Regions from separate parts of the Mus musculus genome. Here regions 1 and 2 are each linked to region 3. A link is a contact called in public Hi-C and HiChIP or PLAC-seq data. All regions are on one chromosome and are shown on one strand. Each heading gives the region's core, a stretch centred on a gene start, on an enhancer-like site or on the middle of the called end of the contact. The rest is flanking DNA. Distances are from core to core; before and after follow the strand shown. Region 1 has its middle 17 kb from the start of Vav3. Region 2 has its middle 67 kb from the start of Vav3. Region 3 has its middle 73 kb from the start of Slc25a24.

Region 1 (2,700 bases), core at 198-2,697, 130 kb before region 3:
GATGAAAAAGATAAATTATTGAGAGAGAGCCAAATGGACCTGGGGAGATAACAGGGTTAGAAGTGTGAAAAAACTACTCAGATTTCCGTATCTGGTTATTTGGAAGAACTGAGTTTAACAAAACAGGTCATCCTGAAGCCGGCAGAAGGTAGGAGGTGGGGAGGGAGGGTTGATGTGACTAGGGTTGAGATTCATTAGCACAGAAAACAGTTGGAAGTTGGATGTATGATCATGGGTAGAACTCACTAGAAAGAGATTATAGAGTATGGGATACTGTTCACAGTCGGGAATGACAGGAAGAGAGACAGAACATTATTGGAGAATAACCTGCATATGACAGTGTGTCACCCAATCCAGGTCGGTACCCACCAAAGGATCACTTGGATGCTGGTCTCTTGTGTGTCCTTTATACCCTGGACTTGGCATGTTAATGATCGAAACTACTGCTGTGCCATTTCTATAGTCATTTCTAGATAGCAACTAAGACCCAACTCCAAGTCAGGATCTGACTTTTGGAGCCCAAAAAGTCTTTAAATGTTGTCTTTAAGGAACTCTAGATATTATCATGTGCACAAAAATGCACATACACACAGGCACAAATCAAAGTAACTCCATGGCAAACAATCTCCCTTTCTCTAAGATATTGATTTAGGCCTTGAAGAATGGTTCCATGCAGGTGCAGGCATGATGGCCCGTAATTCCTCCTCCCCAGGGAACTAGGAGCTCTCAAGCTCCTTGGCTCTGAGTGAACCCCAACTCTGCTTGGGAAGTTTATTTTCCTTGTCTGAGTCTACTGGTTCCCCTCCTAGGATTCTAAATTGGTCTGTGATAAGTGAATTTGTAGTAAGGCGACATTTGTTAACAGTCTAGATTTCTCTAATGCTGGAGGTTCTGTAGTAAATAAAACAGACAAGCATATCTGTTGGCAGGCTCCTTATGGCTTTCCTCACTGACCGGATGAAAGCACAAAGTAGTTGGAAAGTGTCAAGTATAGGAAGCACATTTCCTACCTATCAGGGCTGTCTCTGTGAGCATCAGAACTCTGTCTATGCTAAACTGCAATCAAGTTGCCCATTGGGTCAGTAACAGTCCCCAGTTCCCTAAGGTGCCTCTCTGGTAACTCCAGGAACACCAGCTGCAACTCCTTATCCCTTCCCACTGCTGCACCTCAGAGTTCTTCCTCTCCTGCTATGATGTCCCAAGGACAGGCCTGCCTGCATTGGCCCTGAGGCTGTCACCTGCTAGTGCATCTTTATCTGTCTAAGTGCTACTGAGGAAAATGAGAGTCCCCAGAATCCGTTTGAGCTCCCCCGCTGAGCTGATCTCAACTCATTCAGAGCCCATAAAGGAGAAAGTAAAAATCAAAGGCACTGACTAGGAGCAGAGCAGAAAATACCCAAGCTCCCCTACTTCCTCTAGTACGCGGGTCAGGAGGCTTCAGAAGTTGAGATAGGAGAGACATATGAGTGACAGATCAGGGTTTAGAATACCACTCCAGCTGGGTGAGCCCTCCTGCTGTCTCACCCTCTCTACTCAGGTAGTGAGAGGGGAAATGAACTATGCCACAGGCTTGGTTTAGTACTCCTTCCTTTCCTATCCTCCCCTCCCCCACACCGCTACTTCCTTCTCTCCTCCCCTCCCCCTGCCCTTTCACCTCTCCTCCCCTTTCCCTCTCATCAAGTCCCTTTTACTCATTTAGATTCTGTTTGTTTAGAAGAAAATTTTAGTACACCAAAGGATACCTCCCTAGCCACAAAGGTACTTGTGTGAGAATGAGTCACCTCTTTACTGAACAAAGGCTCTCAAGAAGGAAGTATTATCCGGAGGCAGAAGGCTTAACACAGGGAATAAATTCTGTGCTAGGTTTGAGGATTTGATCTTGTTCTTTTAGACATTCAGGAGTTTAAATGTTTATTTACGCACAGATGGCAATTGTCACTGTCTTATTTAATCTCCCCTTTTCTTGTCTCTTTCATAAAAGTGGTTGAGTTTGAAAATTCCTTTATTATTTGGACAGTTTTTACGGAGAGACATCATTGTCAACTGCAGGAAGAGGAAGAAGAAAAGTATTCAGCGGTAGATTATATCTCAGTGCACACCAGACATATGTTGGGCTCGGTAGTCAAGGAAAGTAATCCATTTTGCTTAAACATTAAAATCAATTTTGTAAGTTTCCTGGCTCCATAACACGCCGCCAGCTTTCATCAAGAGTGTGTTTTCACATTAGAATTCAAAGTGCTCACAGAATGAGATTTAAAAGGGGGTTTCATCCATAAGAAAATACTAGAACACTCCTATCCCCTACCCCATCCTCATCCTCCCATTCTCCCACCCCACCCCCATTCCACCACCTCCCAAACCCCACCCTCTATCCCCACCCCCCACCCTACCTCCCATTCCCACCCTCCATTTTCACCCCATCCCTATCCCACCTTCCATCCTCACTTCTCATCCCCCCACCCCACCTCAAATTCCACTATAACTTGGTTTATTTTTAACATTAACTAGGAACTTCAATTAAATAATAAATAGTCAAGAATGAAGACTTTTAAACCCCATGACTTCTGTACAGAAGGCAGACACCAAAACAACATATTGCTACCCTCTCCTGATCTAATTATTGCAGAGGACAATATATACTCTAATTTTCAACAGAGAGTTACAAGGAATGATCAAGACATACAGTCAATTGCTAAACAA
Region 2 (2,700 bases), core at 80-2,579, 77 kb before region 3:
AGACAAAGCAGCAACTTCTTGCAGGAGTTGTTAGAACAAAAGCACAAAGGCCTGCAGAAAAGAAGAAACTTAAACCGGAGAATAAAGGACAGGCAGAAGTGTCTGAGCAAGCAAAAGATGGGAGCGCATTTATATCACGCTAGCACTTTATCAAGAACATGAGTCCTGAAGCCCAGCCACCACTTACAGTTCCTGGGTTGGTAGGCAAGTTCCCTCTCTTTGGTACTTCAGTTTCCCTATCTGAACATGGCACAGACAACAATGTATTTTGTAAAGTTTCTTGTGAGCATTAAATGCATTATTGTTAAGTGTTGAGAGGAGTGTCAAGTGTAGGAAGGGTTGGATGGCTGCTGCTACTGCTGCTACCAGTACTATTACTACTAATGTTTGGTTATAGTCCAGATTATTCTCATCTGTGGAGTAAATATTTAGTTTTGTGCCTATGATGGGTTCAAGCCTTGCATGACAGTTGAAAACCCCTGCTCTAAAGAAACTGGAGTGCAAACACAGCAACGAGAGGCATGCACATATTAGCGGGCTTCAGTAATTCAGGTGAGCGATGGCATTGCTCCCTGTATTGCAAGTAGAGCACTCAGACCATGTCAATGCTTTTGCAGGATTTATCAGGGAACACTGTTTTATTGCTACTTACAAGAAGAAAGATCTCAGGTCTGCCATGCATATTTAAGTACTGGTGCCAATCAAGCGAGCATCCTTCCTAAGAATGCTTTTTTTTTTTAATGGCTATTTTTTGCCTGGCAATCTTTAAGGAAGGAAGATAGCTTAACACATCAAAGCAGCATCGTTCATTCTGTGTGCGTTGCCCTGGAGTAATCTTCTCCATGAATCTTTCATGAAACAGACTCCCTGCAATGAGAGTGCGGACTGAAGGTCAGAAAGGGTGAGTCACAGCTGATGTTGGAAGACTCATCTGAAACCATTGTTGACATATTCAGATACTGTCTGCAATGGAGACAAAGAATTCCATACCCTGTATAGCAGGGGTCTAGAGAATGAGTTTTAGCAAGACTACTTTACAACAAATCCCCGTGATAGGAGCCAGTACCCCTCTCTGGACTGTATCTCATTTATTACTCAGCTCCCAGCTTTTTATTTCCACCCAATTAATTGTCAGATGATTCTCAGTCATAGCTCAGATTGCTACATACTTCCTCCCACTAGGATTGCACTAACACCACAGAATTTTAGTGAAAAATCTTACAGTTTATGGAAATCCTAGCTAAGCTACTGGTCTGTATTTATGGAATAAGAACAGTGGAAGGTTTCCAAGATGTGAGCTCAAAGAGGGCCAGCTGTTTGCCCCAACACCCCCTAGGATGTGAAAATGCATTCTGAGGGTGAGTCATGGCGACCAGCTGGCTTTGTAGAGCAGTGAGCCTAGAGCCTTGTGAATACATTATTTTTCCACCAGAGCAGATGACAGTTACCTCCCTTTGTTCAGATTTTAAAAGAATAAAAGAGGAAGAGGAAAAGGAAAAGGAAAAGAAAGAGGAAGAAGGAAAATTTTTCATTGTAATCCCACTGACAGAATAAACAAATTTTGTGCTGAATTTGTTAGTGATAAATTAGAATTCTTCTTCCACAACCTTCACCAAAACATTCATGCACTTCTCAAATGTGACCCTAGATGATCACCTTAGACATCCTCTGAAGACTCTTGAGAGATATGCAAATTCCCCAACGATGCCAGTCAATTTGATGTTATCTAACATTCTGTATATTTCTGTCAATCTCCACAGGTAATTCTGGTACAAATTAAAGTGTCAGAGCTATTGCTCCAACTGTGTGAAAATTTATTTTCAAGAGAGTTACATTGAGTTCCAAAAAGCTTAAATCAAATAACCATTTTGTAGGCTCTTCCTATATAAGTCAACTTACCTATTTACAATCCTCTGATGGTTCCTCTAAAGGATAAAATGCAAATTCCTTAGCTTGGTCTAGAAAGACCTTACAAGCTGGTCCTTGTCCAGGTTTACCTCCCTATATCATACACCACACTTATCCAGTTTTACCTCCCTATAGCATACACCACACTGCAGACCCACTGTGTGTATCTTAATTCCATTCTATGTACATGCCTGGTAGACCCCTCTCCTTATATCATAGTCTTTCTCAGTTCTTCCATAGACAATGAATTGCTATAGCCTCAATATTTCTTTTTTTCCATTTTTTATTAGGTATTTAGCTCATTTACATTTCCAATGCTATACCAAAAGTCCCCCATACCCACCCACCCCCACTCCCCTACCCACCCACTCCCCCTTTTTGGCCCTGGCGTTCCCCTGTACTGGGGCATATAAAGTTTGCAAGTCCAATGGGCCTCTCTTTCCAGTGATGGCCGACTAGGCCATCTTTTGATACATATGCAGCTAGAGTCAAGAGCTCCGGGGTACTGGTTAGTTCATAATGTTGTTCCGCCTATAGGGTTGCAGATCCCTTTAGCTCCTTGGCTACTTTCTCTAGCTCCTCCATTGGGAGCCCTGTGATCCATTCATTAGCTGACTGTGAGCATCCACTTCTGTGTTTGCTAGGCCCCAATATGGCTCCTTGATCACATGTCTCCAAGAGAACCCATTAAGTTATTTCATAGTTCCTCCCTCATCTACCTAAAACCTGAAATAAAGACTGAGCAAATCATGAATAAACGTATTCTCTGCTCTATCTTTGTAGTTGCCTGCC
Region 3 (2,700 bases), core at 130-2,629:
CAAGTGTGCATGCATTCACCGTCCCTCTGCTCTTGACTGTGGATATGACTGTCTGGTTCAGCTTCCTGCCATCGTGATGAACTGTTACCTGGAATTGTGACTTCTCCCCTTTGATGAACTTTTAGCTGGAATTGTGAGCTAAAATACTTACTCCTCCAAGTTGCTTTAGTCAGAGTGTTTTATCACAGCAAAAGGAAACAAAACTAGGACACCCAGAGTCCCCTGTGCTAAAGTACCTCTGCTTGCTCCCCGCAGGGCACTTCACTCAGCATCCAAGTCACACCACATCATCTAAACATGCCTGGTACCTAAGCTGCCTGTGAGGCAACTAATATTCTAAACGCAAGATTCTGATAGTCTTCAAAACTTGAATTTCTTCAAAGCAAAAGGAAATGTTGTAGTTTTAACAATGGTGTAAAAAAAATGGTTTATTGATGGCATGACTAAACGAATTGCTAGTAAAGAATGGTTAATCGATAAAATATTATAAAATCACCCCACTTAAACCACAGATTTTCACTGGATGAAAGTAGCCACATAACCTGATGGTATAGATTGTATCACAAGTGTTATTTTGACCCCGTTTCAAAGAAAATTATGAAAAGATTCAGTGGATCCATAATGCTCTAGAAGCCTTTCAATGATTTTTTTTTCTGTCAAAAAAAGTCCTTGAATATATACTAAAAATATCCACTAAAAGTGTTACAGAAAAGCCAAACTGATAAACATTTGGTATTTCTGGTTCTTTTCACCAAAGTTGTAGCCCAGTGTAGACACTAGATCCATACTCTTTCTGCCTGATCACATTTATCATCACCAAAGATCACATGGAGAGGAGAAGAGGGAGGAGAAAGATAACGATTTGCAAAACTAGGTGGTGAGATCTAGAAATAATCTTATGTTTATTATGTCTTAATTTCCCTTAGTTACGGTGAACAATTAGATGAATTCAGGATAGGCAAGAAGTGAAGTAAAGAGAAGTCTACTGATCTACATAGGAGTGAGAGTTTTGTGGGGAAGCAATATAAGAACAGAAAAGAAGCTGAGGGGGCACAAGAAATGATGGGATTTCCAGCCAATTTTATTTCGATTCCTTAAACATGTCTTCTTACATCACAACAACCAAGGTGAACTGAGAAACTTAATGCAAAAGGATAAGTATAGCCAGTTCCTTGTTACTAGCTAGTAATCATGACAACCTAGTTATCTATAACTAAGCATCTTATCTATTTCCCACATCAGTTTGGTACAGTTGTGCATTTTTAAATGAATACTGTTTTCTGAGTGTGTTTTATTTCTTCTACTATAAAAAGGGAAATGAGATGTGGGTTTCCGTGTGTCATCTCAGCATTAGTCACCTTAAACAACCTTCCCAAATGAATCATCTAAAACGCAAAATGAAACATGCAGTTCTAAAGAACTGCTATGAATCCATCCCAGAGATGGTACAAAGGAAGTTCAAGTCTGAGCTGAGAACAAGAACCTGCCAAGGGAAGCAGAGACCAAACCCTGCAGGAAGTTTGCAATGCCCTGGAGGCAAAGAGTGTAAAACTCACAATGCCCAGGAAAGGAAAGCAAACCCCAGATCCTTCAAAACACAGAGAATCACACAGAGAGACCTGCACACAAGGGAAATCTCAACCAGGCTCAGAATAAAGAAGATGAGGAACAAATGCCTCCTTCTCTGCAGAAAGAGACCGTGTGCCTGTACCTGGCATTGGCACAAAGAGGAAATCTAGCCTCTCTCCTGAGATTTCACAGCCTCTGAGGATCACAGTCTAAATTCACCCAAACTTTATGACCCAGGATCTCACAAAGAAAATGCGAGGTCTCTCCAAGGACTTCCTCAAGGGGAGTGATGGCAGTGAGGTGGAGTTACCGAAACTTCCAAACTCACCCTGAAAACCCAAGCCAACAACCTAAAATGCTTCTGACTCTCTTCCAGACACTGACCGGAACCTCGGGATGCTTTCTTTAGTACTTTGGCTCTTTCTTCTTTCTCTGAAGTTTCCCCTCCCATCATGTGGCTGCTTGTCTGCCATGTGTCTGACCTCCATGTCCACTTAAATAGATTTCTTTTCTTCTGTCCTCCATTCCCATCTTCCTGGAAGATGTACAATTTGCCTGCCTTGCAGGAGTTTTTCTCTTCTAAAAGCTAATAAAATTGTCCTTCATCTTTTTTTTTTAAAGTTGACAAATACTCAACACCACCAAAAGACTCACTCAAATGGAACTTGGAAAGTAACCCTGAGGACAACTGGAGGGGCAGAGAGAAAGCCTCAGACTAGTCAACTAGTGTGGTACAACTCCTGCTGTACTACACTTGTCCCCATCACTTCCAATATTAAAGATTTACCTGGATTTTCCTCCAGTGCCTCCCACTAGCAAACCAAGTAGTTGGCTGACGTAGGAACTTAGGAAACAAGGTTTCTGATATCCACTTCTTGCATTATATGGTAAGGAAAAGAAGGAACAAAGATAAGTCCATGTCACTTAGACAAATGACCAGGGCACCCTTAGTTTTTCCTTTGCTATGATCAGAGAAGTTCTTAGCATGGAAAAATTATGAACATGGTCTCTGTTGACCTTAAATGAACCCGTGACAGTGTGTTTAAACCATCAAATATTTAAAAGAATGTGATCCTTTCATCCAAACTAGGTCGACTTTGGTGGACACAAAAAATTGGTCCCAGAAGTGGG

Evidence for each region. Hi-C and Micro-C count contacts between places; a contact is called where the count stands out from the background. HiChIP or PLAC-seq counts read pairs in DNA pulled down with a chosen protein or histone mark.
Region 1: a contact with region 3 is called in a BATF HiChIP or PLAC-seq map of CD8 T cells, with 16 read pairs. The contact joins two enhancer-like sites. A contact is called at or near these places in 2 of 15 datasets of contacts at CTCF or cohesin (CD8 T cells and the NIH/3T3 cell line), 5 of 484 Hi-C or Micro-C datasets (Th2 cells, bone marrow-derived macrophages, cerebellar granule neurons and 2 more), 4 of 115 datasets of contacts at active chromatin or transcription factors (CD8 T cells, bone marrow-derived macrophages, embryonic stem cells and 1 more) and 1 of 9 other capture datasets (liver).
Region 2: a Hi-C map of bone marrow-derived macrophages shows a contact between it and region 3, with 2.5 times the contacts expected there. The contact joins two enhancer-like sites. A contact is called at or near these places in 1 of 15 datasets of contacts at CTCF or cohesin (CD8 T cells), 7 of 484 Hi-C or Micro-C datasets (the AML12 cell line, CD4 T cells, DN3 thymocytes and 3 more) and 1 of 9 other capture datasets (bone marrow-derived macrophages).

The regions. Positions count from the first base shown.
Region 1 is chr3:109,322,713-109,325,412 of GRCm38.p6, reverse strand. No RefSeq gene overlaps it. Among named protein-coding and RNA genes, the nearest start is that of Vav3, 17 kb to the left of the region's middle. Within about 2 kb of position 1,447, at least 68 of the 459 cell types and tissues checked have an H3K27ac peak or open chromatin away from gene starts, as enhancers often do. A contact at or near this core is called in CD8 T cells, Th2 cells and bone marrow-derived macrophages, where this site is marked.
Region 2 is chr3:109,271,855-109,274,554 of GRCm38.p6, reverse strand. No RefSeq gene overlaps it. Among named protein-coding and RNA genes, the nearest start is that of Vav3, 67 kb to the left of the region's middle. Within about 2 kb of position 1,329, at least 77 of the 459 cell types and tissues checked have an H3K27ac peak or open chromatin away from gene starts, as enhancers often do. A contact at or near this core is called in bone marrow-derived macrophages, where this site is marked.
Region 3 is chr3:109,195,055-109,197,754 of GRCm38.p6, reverse strand. No RefSeq gene overlaps it. Among named protein-coding and RNA genes, the nearest start is that of Slc25a24, 73 kb to the right of the region's middle. Within about 2 kb of position 1,379, at least 31 of the 459 cell types and tissues checked have an H3K27ac peak or open chromatin away from gene starts, as enhancers often do. A contact at or near this core is called in CD8 T cells, Th2 cells and bone marrow-derived macrophages, where this site is marked.